2 separate regions of the Mus musculus genome follow, and region 2 is linked to region 1. The links are chromatin contacts, called in public promoter capture Hi-C maps. All regions are on one chromosome and are shown on one strand. Each heading gives the region's core, a stretch centred on a gene start, on an enhancer-like site or on the middle of the called end of the contact. The rest is flanking DNA. Distances are from core to core; before and after follow the strand shown. Region 1 overlaps Farp2 (FERM, RhoGEF and pleckstrin domain protein 2). Region 2 holds the start of Thap4 (THAP domain containing 4).

The links. Promoter capture Hi-C pulls out the DNA fragments that hold promoters and counts their contacts.
Region 2: a contact with region 1 is called in a promoter capture Hi-C map of trophoblast stem cells, with 2.8 times the contacts expected there. The contact joins the promoter of Thap4 here to the enhancer-like site in region 1. A contact is called at or near these places in 11 of 39 promoter capture datasets (the C10 cell line, the HPC-7 cell line, HPC-7-derived erythroid cells and 6 more), 4 of 115 datasets of contacts at active chromatin or transcription factors (bone marrow-derived macrophages, embryonic stem cells and neural progenitor cells) and 3 of 9 other capture datasets (adipose tissue, liver and pancreatic islet).

What each region holds. Positions count from the first base shown.
Region 1 is chr1:93,527,550-93,532,689 of GRCm38.p6, reverse strand. It overlaps Farp2 (FERM, RhoGEF and pleckstrin domain protein 2), which reads right to left. Exons shown (of 27, transcript NM_145519.2): 2 at 3,911-4,121. The coding sequence starts at 4,093. Among named protein-coding and RNA genes, the nearest start is that of Gm41920, 9.7 kb to the left of the region's middle. Within about 2 kb of position 2,634, at least 48 of the 459 cell types and tissues checked have an H3K27ac peak or open chromatin away from gene starts, as enhancers often do. A contact at or near this core is called in trophoblast stem cells, where this site is marked.
Region 2 is chr1:93,752,195-93,758,082 of GRCm38.p6, reverse strand. Thap4 (THAP domain containing 4) reads left to right here and starts at 3,245. Exons shown (of 6, transcript NM_025920.3): 1 at 3,245-3,626. The coding sequence starts at 3,550. Atg4b (autophagy related 4B, cysteine peptidase) reads right to left here and starts at 3,178. Exons shown (of 13, transcript NM_174874.4): 1 at 3,029-3,178. The coding sequence starts at 3,038.

The DNA.
Region 1 (5,140 bases), core at 1,385-3,884:
CCAGTGAAGTGAGGCATGAAAGGCTGGGGATTCCAGGATGCTGGTGTTTGAGGTTATAATATGAGCTGGGCAGTGGTGGTGCATACCTTTAATCCCAGTGCTCAGGAAGCAGAAGCAGATCTCTGTGAGTTCAAGACCATGGTTACATAGAGAAAAAACTAAAAAATAACAAACAAACACACACAACCAACAACAAAACAAAACCCCAAATCCCAAGAGGAGGGCACTCTGAGATCACACAGCTTCACAGACTATGTTAGGAAATCTATATTATATCCCACGAGCAAGAAGACAAGAAGAAGCCATTGAAAGGCTGCGACTAGATGACTGGTGTGATGGCAAAGACTGAGAAGTGAACAGGTGAAGCATGCCTTGAAGCTGCAGCCTTCAGCTCTTGGAGATAGGTTGGCTAGAAGGGCAATGATGAAAGGCCAGTTAAAACTAGCATGGGTCCTCCTGATATGTAACTGGTATGTAAAAACTCTGACCAGCAAAGCATGGCTGGATTCTAAACAGCAACTGAGGGAAATAAGAAGACTAAATCAGTTACCCAGCCTAGAATTAGCCAAATACCAAAACTAGGCCATGGCATTATAAGAAAGGTACAGAGCAAGTATTCCCTTATAAGCTTTGTGGCAGAACTCCTCCAGAAGACTGATATAATAGATTCAGTCATACAGGTAAAACACAAAATATTGATTTAATATTTTAAAACTATGCAATATAATTCATAATACCAACAGAATAAATGAAAAGCAAATGACCAGGCTGCAGGGATGCATAACTTTTGTCCCAGCACTCAGGAGGCAGGCAGGCCTTCGAGTTCAAGGCCAACCTGGTCTATATAGTGAGCTCTAGGCCAGCCAGAGTTATAGAGTGAGACCCTGTTTTAATACATAAATTAATAAAGAAAAACAAGTGATCACTTCAATCTGTGCAAAAATTTGGAAAGTTTAACGTGATTTTAAAGAGGAAAGAATTCTCACTTCACTAGGAAGGATGAAAAACCAACAGCAAACAATATACTTTTTTGGTTTTTCAAGACAGGATTTCACTGTATAGCTCTGGATGTCCTGGAACTCACTCTGTAGACCAGGCTGGCCTTGAACTCAGAAATCTGCCTGCCTCTGCTTCCCAAATGCTGGGATTAAAGGCATGCACCACCACTGCCCAGCTCAAACAATATAATTAAGAATGAAGTTGTGTTTGGCTTTAAGATTAAGACGACAATATCTTCTCTCAACATGTGTGTTTAGCACAGCATTGGAAGTTAAAACCAATGTAATATTACAATAAAAGGCACAGTGATTAAAAAAGAAAAAATGATTTTTTTCACAGATAATCTGATCATGTTTGTTGAAATATTAAGAACATAAAAAGCCAACAAGAAGCCGGGCGTGGTGGCGCACACCTTTAATCCCAGCACTCAGGAGGCAGAGGCAGGCGGAATTCTGATTTCGGGGCCAGCCTGGTCTACAAAGTGAGTTCCAGGACAGCCAGGGTTATACAGAGAAACCCTGTCTCAAAAAAGAAAAAGAAAAAGAAAAAGAAAAAGAAAAAGAAAAAGAAAAAGAAAAAGAAAAAGGAAAAGGAAAAGGAAAAGGAAAAGGAAAAGGAAAAGGAAAAGAAAAAAAAAAAAGAAAGTGTTTGGGGGAGTTGTGTGGATTCGTAGAAACCTGTCATGTAACAGAGGCTGCAGTCATGCTCTTCCTGAGGCAGGGGCAGGAACCACATTCTGAGTCTTCTAAGACAGTGCCTCTTAGAGGCACTTTGTAAACTTTGCTGTGATGTCTCTTTCAGTGTTTTGATATTCTTAGATTCCACTGGACCTCTGAGAATATTTAAGTGTAGGTGTTCTAGGTCCCCACAGACACCTTGGCTGTATTTAATTTGGGGGACTTCCAAATGGGATGGATGCTTTGTGTGTGACGGAGCTCTTCATGGCTCTTGCTGGGCTTAAGTCAGGGTTCTGGGGTTGCAGATAAGCAACAGCCACCAAAGTCTCCCTGAGCAGGTGGCTTCTGGGTTCACCGTCTCAAGCCCAAGAAGTGTATGGAAATTTGGACAAGAACACAAAATGTCCATTTATTAAGAAAAAGTAAGAAAGAACTCTGAAGAGTGGGAGTGGCTACAATAGAGGATGACATTTTCTTTTAAGTCTCACTCTGTAGCTCAGGCTGGTCTCCAACCTATGGTACTTCTACCTCAGCCTCCTGAGTGCTGGGCACAGGTGCACACTACCATGTTTACTGTTGTGTTAAATAACTGTTTAAGATTATACTTGAGTTTGAGGTCAGCCTAGACTGTACATGCAGTGAGTTCTATGCCAACCTGGGCTACAGACTAAAACTGTGACTCAAAACCAAGTCAAAACCAGACAGACAGACAGACAGGCAGACAGAATCACAGGGGTCAGCTCAGTTCTCTCTTCTACAAGCCTGTATAACATCTCTAGATGAAACTAGGAAGGTTTAAAATCATACAAATAAGCTTTGTCCTTGTCCAGTGCCCCTCTTGGGGACTTTACAGCAGAGCCGCACACTGGCTTGGTCTTGCTGTTGCTCCTGCTCCTCATGCACTTGCACTGGGAGGCCCTTTTTGCTTGTGCTGACTCGGGTCGGCGTCAGGACTCACCCTCTCTGACTCACTCTATCCTCGCACTCTGCCTCAGGAGTAATTTCCTAACTGCCACACCTACTAGGATGGCTGGAAATGAAAGTTCAAAGAGGAATGTGGAGAAATCAGAACCCCTAACACTGCTGATGGCAACAAAAAGCAGTACCACAGCGGCTTTTGAAAGAAAGCAAAGTCCTCACATGACTAAACCTGGGGAGTTACCAGATGATGTAATTTGGCTTCCTTGTCCAGGGCCAAAATCTTTTAGATGAATATTCATAAGCAACATTATTTAGAACCAAATGGTAGTATATACTGTAGTTACAAATCATTCTTAGCTACATAGAGTTCAAGGCCAGTCTGGGCAACAAGATTCTGCTTCTAAACAAAAACATTACTGTTAAACCTGAACAAGTTCTGCACTAACCATGTAAACTCTCTCTGAATGTCAGCACTCACTGTGCACCACTTTTGACATTACACTCTCCACTGCACACTGCTTCCAATGTCACGATACACTGTATCCAGGTGTCAGACCCTTACTGGATAGCTCCTTCCAATGTCAAGTTCACTGTACATTGCCCCAGGATGTCAGGCCCACTCTCCCTATCCACCTAAGATTTCTAAGATTTTTGCTATACACTAATTCCCAATGTAAGGCTTACTGCACACTCCCTTTCGGAATGAGGCCCTCACTGTACACTACATACTGATGTCACCTCTGGCTGTGTAACACCATCCACGTGCCTTCTTCCTAGTGCTTATTCAGTACTTGTACCAGCATCCTGAGCAGAAAGACTGAGTCTCTGCTCAGACAGGTATGCTGACACGCCTTGAGGCCCAGCCACCTAGGTGGAAGAATGTAGAAGGTAAAAGTCAAAGCAGTTTGGTCACAGTTTGTATCCTTCAGCCAACCTCTTAAAACAAAAGAATGGAGCCAAGTGGTTGTTCCATGTGCTTTTAATCCCAGCACTTGGGAGGCAGAGGCAGGGAGATCTCTTTTGAGTCTGAGGCCAGCCTGATCTACAGCCAGGACTTCCTCAGACAGAGAAACCTGTCTTTAAAATCCAAAAGACCAAAATATAAACAAACAAACAAACAGAATATAAACAATGGATCCTATCAGAATTTTAGCTGAAAGTTAACTTAGATTTACTATTTCCAAAGACTGTGGATAGTCATCAAAGCAACTTTTGGCTACTTGAATAAATACACAACATAACCTCTTACAGGAATCTGGTACAGAATTATCTCACTTTAGAAGGAAATATCCCTTAAAACCCATGCTTCTTACCTCGATGTCAAATAACTCTACAGTGCTGTCCAGCAGCTTCACTCTGATGCGCATGTGCTTCTCCTGCATCCTGGGTGACAGGCTCTGCTCTGGCTCCAGGGTACTCACTCCAATGGCGGTCTGGCCACCCAAGCGTGTCCCTGAAGTTGGTAAAGCTCTGTATGTTCCTTCTATCTCTCCCATTCTTCATTAGTTGAAAGTGAAGAAAACACTAAAACAAAAACACACTAAATAATTATATTATAATAACTATAACAATTTTTAGCTGGTTAAAAAAAATCATTGGGTTCATAGGAACCTACAATGTCATGTATTGTAATAACTTCTGTGAGTCTTAAATTGCAATAAAATACAGAACATAAAAAAAGTTTGCCAGGCAGTGGTGGCGCATGCCTTTAATCCCAGTACTTGAGAGGCAGAGGCAGGTGGATTTCTGAGTTCGAGGCCAGCCTGGTCTACAGCGTGAGTTCCAGTACAGCCAGGGCTACACAGAGAAACCCTGTCTTGAAACCCCCCCACACAAAAAAAAGTAAAAAAGTTTTTTTTTCTTCCTATACATACAGTTGTAGCACAAAATGAAAAAAACAAACCCTAATGATATTTCCAAGGTGCTCTGAGCTAGGCACAGAGATTAACAGAGTGACATTATTACCATTCACCTGGGAGGAGGAAAAAACCTATGGCTATCTCTTGTCCTAGCACTGCTCAATACCCAGCATGTCCCCCTCCTTCAGCCCAGTCATGTGTGCTTCCCATTTGGTCCAAATGCTAGACAGTGTCCTTTCTAGTAAAAGTAACAGGATAGCATCCACATGTGTCTGGCATCTTCACAGTAGCCTGAAGCATCAATGGACCTGTCCTTTACCCTGGCTCAGTGTGCAAGAGCACTACTAGGGATGAAGCAAAAGTGCGTGAAAACAGCCACACTGACTTTGTCCGCTTTGTGCTCCTTGCATTTTCTAGGATAGGTCAGTTTCCACAGGTCATTCGGGAGGAAATCTGTGTATGGCACCAAATGACAGCCCAGACAAGGACGTGGTGAATGCACACATCTGCCCCAGGTTATTCTCAAATCGTGCCCCGCCTCAAAAGCACTGTTATCTCTATGTAGACCATTTAACAGATGACTCAAAGGTAAGGGGGTCAGGGCCGTTTTCAGTCCTCCCTACTGCACTAAAGGAAAAGCCCAGCTTAAAGCTGTTAAGTCTAATCTGTAATTTCCTCACTGTT
Region 2 (5,888 bases), core at 1,996-4,495, 220 kb before region 1:
CATGTGGTGCCCATCCCCAGCTGTTAAATCTTCAACACAACTCCTGCAATGAAGCTCAGGGACTATGGGGGAAGGCAGGGCCAAAAACCCTTAAGTCAGGAGAATGGGAAGTTTGCTGAGAGATCACATCTCTTAGAATATCAGAGAAGCTACCCAGAATCCAATTATCATAGCTGCTAAACAAGACCTGAACAAGGTCAACACCAACAGGCATGCTAACATGGAAGGGGAACTCTCATGAGGCCCCAACCCCAGAAAAAGAATTACAGTCAACCAAGGAACGGTGAGGGTAGGAGGAGAAAGTCTTCCTTTGAAGAGCCTCCCCAGTATCAAACAAGCAAATAACAATATACAGACTAAGCAGATTTTATTTATATACTAAGGAATACAGGCACACGCACACACAGTGCAAGGAGGAAATGTCTGGGAGGGGCTTGAAGAAGAAAGGGGAAAGGGAAATATGATGTGATTATGTTTTAATCTCAAAAGATAAATACAAATTATATAAGAAAAATGTTGGGTTTTTAAAAAATCCCATAGCAAGTCTGTTAAATTTCACATACTCATCTCAAAACCTCCCAAGGAGTCCTACTCAGAATAAACTTGTGAGTCCTCACAGTGACCCAGCAAGGATTCATGACTGAACCTAAATCATCTTTCACCATCTTTGGTGAAACTTAAACAACAACAACAAAAACCTAAACTGGGTGTGGGAGGAGGGAGGTAGCACATGACTTTAATCTCAGCACTCTGGGGCAGGGCAAGCAGATCTCTGAGTTCAAGGCCAGCCTGACCTACAGAGTGAGTTCTAAGACAGCCAGAGCTGCACAGAAACCCATCTCCAAAACCAACCAACAGTGTAGGCACATGTCTGCATGTGGGCATGTGAGTGTGGTGCCCTAGGCACTGGGTCCCCTGGACTAGAGTCCCGGGGATTATGGGCTACCTAACATAGGTACTAGGAACTGAACTGGTCTTCTAGAAGACCAGTAAGTTAGTTCTCTAACCACTGAACCATCTCTCCAGTCCTCCAGCTCACTGAACTCCTGGGGCATGAACCTCCATGCCACTTTGTTTTTGGTTTAGTTTTTGGTTTAGTCTCGACAAGAATGTACTTTCACAGAGCATGGGGTAGGTGTACTTAAGATGGGATGGAGGGGAGTAGGGGAAGGGGAAAATAATGAATTATCCAAAAAAACCTTTAAATATGCTTCCAAAGTGAGATTTGTTTTTGTCCATCCTGCTACAGTTCCAGTCACCTATAACCTAGCCCACATCACTCTCCCATATAAGCACCATCCAGGCCTATATACTTCTGGTCTCCTGTAGAGAATGTCAGGGGCCTCAGACAGCATTTCTTTTCCTTTGTCCATTTTTCTAGTCCAATGTCTAGATTGAAACTCCTGATACCCAATAACAAATGTAGTTTATAAAAAGATCAAGGTAGGTAGGGCAGGATGGCTCACACTTTTTAAGTCCAGCACTTCAAGGCCAGCCTGATCTACATCCTGAGTTCTAGTACAGTGAGGGTTTTGTGGAGAGATACTGCTGAGAGAGAAAGAGAGAGAAAACACACAAACACAGCACACACAATTATAAGAATAACCAGAAGCAACATTACAAGGGTGGTGGGAGATCAGAAGGTAGATCATAAAATGCCACCCAGAATTATATCAGGAGAAAAATTGCACCATCATACTGTATTTAAAAAAAAGTGTTTTATCACCATTAACACAAGTCTTCAAACACAGATGTCTTTTGAGTTTGATCTCACAGCAGCATTAAACACCCACTTAATTTCAGCATTGGGGATGTACAAGCAAGCAGATATATTTCTGTGAGTCTTGGGTCAGCATGGTCTACATATTAGACAAGACTAAACAGTGAGGCCTTGTCTTTAAAAAAAAAAGTGGGGGAGAGGATAATTAAGTAATTCAATGTATTATCCCATTCCACACCTCCAAGAGGCACTGTGGTGTGACAGCTTCAGTTATTCATTCTAAAAAAAAAAAAAAAATGAATTATCTTAAAAAAATATACACCTGGCTCATGCATCTTGGGGAGTCAACGTTCCTGCTTCCTCCAGCTACGGATGCCATAAACTGCTGAAATGTGTATTAACTGTAGGCATTACTCCCAAGTAAGAGCCGACTACTTCTCTAACACAGCTGTCAGAAGAAAACCATCAAAAGCAACGCCATTCAAGAAAAGTACAATGAAATCAGGTAGCAGGACTCCTTCACAAAGGAGTGGATTCTTGAAGGCAGGTCGCTCTTAAATTAAAAAAAGGAAAAAAGAAAAAGAAAACCAAAAAAAAAAAAAAAAACCCGCTAACGCTGCTGAGGGAATGAGAGAACCTCTGTTGGGGGTGGGGTGGGGTGGAATGGGGTGGGGTGGGTATTTTTAGGGCTATTAGCAAACAACTTATTTGATAGATTTGCATCTCCAAGACTTCTGGCCAACATAAACAAAGAACCGCACTCTCCAGCTTCAGAAGCAAGAGTCAGTTAAAAACAAACAAACAAACAAACAAACAAAACCCACCCACACTTAACCCAGTATTAGGACCTCAAGAAGTCAAAGTAGCATGTGACTGATCCGCTGTCAGAACAGGAGCGGGGCTCACCTACACAGGTTATTGAACTTCAAAGACAAAAGATGTGCATGTTGTGGTAGCTGGACCAGCGGCCAACAACTTGACAGAAGTTAAAGAGGTCGGCTCTTCAATGGACACCGCAAGGCCCACCCTCGCGGCGCACCGGTCCTCTCCGGGCACCAGGGTGCCCGCGTCCTGATGCGTCCCTCAGACTCCCTGCCCTCACGCCCGCAGCCGCGAGCCCACAGGCTGGGACGCTCCCCGAGGGCCGCGGCCGAGCGCCGGAGGCCGAGGCGCTGACGAGTGGCCCCGCGAACCCGGTACTGAGCGCTGCGGGGAGGCGCGGCCCGCCCAGCCCAACACACCGGCCTCCGCCCCAGCGGGCGGCCACGGGAGCCCGCCCGCGACAGGGCAGGCGTCCGCCCTCCTTACCTGCGTCCATCTTCCCTGTCCGGCTGCCGACTGACCGTGCCGTCGCTCCGACGGACTACTGCGCGACACGGCGACGGGAAGCCGCGGCAGCCAAGCGCGGCGCAGCGGAAGCGCGGGCGTCGCCATCTCGCCGTACGGCGGTGGGCACGCGGGGGGTGGGGCCTCGGCGCGTGTGGTTCCTAACCGGACGCGGCCGCCCCGCCCCCGGCCCGCGCCGCCGCTTCGGAACACCCGGGAGCCGGCCCGAGCTGCGCTCCTCCGGCGCCGCCATCTTTCCGTACAGACAGCCACCCGCGCATGTCTCGGTACGGACTCACCGCCCGCTGCGGCCGCGACGCCGGCGCCGTGGCCGGGCAGTCCGAGCGCAGCGTGGTGCGGGCGGCAGCGCGCAGCCATCTTGCCGTACGGCTCGGCCGCGGCCCACGTCCCGAGCTGTGTCGCCGCGCTCCCTCGGGGCGGGTCGGGCCAGCGGGCGGGCGGCAAGGATCGGAGCCTGGCGGCGCTCACGACCGAGGCCCGCAATGGTGATCTGCTGCGCGGCCGTGAACTGTTCCAACAGGCAGGGCAAGGGCGAGAAACGCGCTGTCTCCTTCCACAGGTACGCGGCCCGCCTCCGGGTCCGCCACGCCCCCGCCCTGGCCGGGGCCCGCGGGGAAACTGAGGCCGCGCGGCGGGCCGAGCTCCGGGGACCGGGAGTGGGGGGCCGGCTAACCGAGGGTAACTGTGGGAGGTGGACGGGTCGTGGAGCTTTATGACCTTGGCTTGGACCGCCGGCTTTGGGGACCAGCACGGCCATGCCTCGGGCAGAGCGGCCGGAGGCCCCCTCCGCCACCTCCACCAACGGGCGTCGCACTGATTTGGGCTGGCCCTGCCAATTTCAGGAGTATTCTGCAAGGGCGCCTTCTCAGGTTAATCCTGATCTTTGCTTTCGGGCAGTTCTCCACTCTTGCCTCGGCGGGGCAAGCCCGCCCGGAGGTGTGTGGCAGGAGTGCGGCCCGGCGCACGCAGCTCTACTTCCTGCATCCATAGCCCTCATCGCCTTCCTATGGGGTCCTGCGGCCCAGGCACTGGCACCGATCACCTCCCGCATCCTGCACTCTGGCAGAGGCCCGGGGGATGACCGTGGAAAGGGCTTTCCAGGGGGTTCTCGGTGGCCCTTGTGCGGGCCGCGCCTTCCAAAGGCTTTCGAGACTCCCTCAGTTGGTCCTCTCCTGTGATTTCCAACAGGAGTGAACAGCGAGCGAAGGGACTCTGCCTTGGAAGTCACTTCGCACATCCTGCCACCTCTTAGTACTTGGTGTTAAAATTTAAAGATGGGAATGGCACGTATCTGTTGAAAGTTCACAGGGTTACATTAAGTCTCCAGTCCTTAAGACCTGGTTCAAAACAAAACCTAGTAACGTTAAACAATCTTACAAGTCAACCAGAATGTTTCCGTAACAATTTCACATAGAACATGCCCCAGAAGTTTTGTTAACAGTTGAAAATGAGGCAGTGTTGCAAGGACTGATGTTGGCTTCCCCATGTTCTAACATGGTATATGGGTAGACAGTGCCCAAATTGGGGCGGGGAAACTCCAGAAATCTAGCTCACTAAACACTGATAAAGGTTATAAGATCACATTGCTTACAACGTCCAGATCCATCCTATTAAGGCCAGTCTTGGTCCACAGCAGGTTCCTCGAGACTGGAAAAGCTCAGGTGGAGCTCTGAGCACCTGAGAAAGCCTACCATGTGTAGTCAGTTTGGTCTCACAAATCTTGCCTTAAGTGACCATTAAATAGCTTCATTAGATGAGGGAAGAAATTACTAAGCATGTTATTGAACATCTAATTTTTTTTTCCCAGTTTTCCTCTTACGACGTAAAATACTACATAAAATTTACCATTTTTGTCTTTGGGGTGTTTTGGTGTGTGTGCACAGGCACGTGTCTGTGTGTGTGTTTTGAGACAATGTCTCATTGAATTGCCTTGTTGGCCTACATCGCATTGTTTTAGTCTGCTGGTCTTGTAGACGTCCTTCCTCTGCCTCCCAAGCTCGGGAAATACTGGCATGAGCCACCAAGAACAACTGGGTTTTTTGTTTGTTTGTTCTGGTCTTTTCAGAAATCTGCCTGCCTCTGCCTTCCAAGTGCTGGAATTAAAGGGGTGGGCCACCACCACCTGGCCTTGGATTGTTTGTTTGTTTTCTTTTGAGTCAGTGTCCCTTTCCATAGCCCTGATTGTTCTGGAACTCATTTGTAGACAGGCTGGACTTGAACTCTCCTGCCTTTGCCTCCCAACTGCTAGGATTAAAGGTTTACACTACCACCCTAACCTATGACTGACACATTCAGCATAACTTCCCAAAGGTTTACCCAGGCTCCTAAAGGAGGTTTTGCTGCCTACTAAGAGAAATACCTAGGCGAGACATACAAAGTACTCCTACCAGGGAGCCATGCTCCCTGCTCTTTTTTCTGTTCTGTTCTTTTCTTTTCTTTTTTGGTTTTTTTTTTTTTTTTTTTTTGGTTTTTCGAGACAGGGTTTCTCTGTATGGCCCTGGCTGTCCTGGAACTCACTTTGTAGACCAGGCTGGCCTCGAACTCAGAGATCCACCTGCCTTTGCCTCCCAAGTGCTGGGATTAAAGGCGTGCGCCACCACGCCCGGCTCTGTTCTTTTCTTTTGTTTGTCTTGCTTTGAGACAAAAATCTCAGAAGAGACTGGCCTTATGTGTATTGAACGATGACACTGAACTCTGCCAGACAGGCCTTGGACTCACTCTATAACTAGGCAGATGTTAGCCATGGGATCCTCCTACCTCAGAGGAACTGATGTCACGGTTGTGCACCATTAGGCCTGGCTAGAGCTTTTGGGTCTTTATG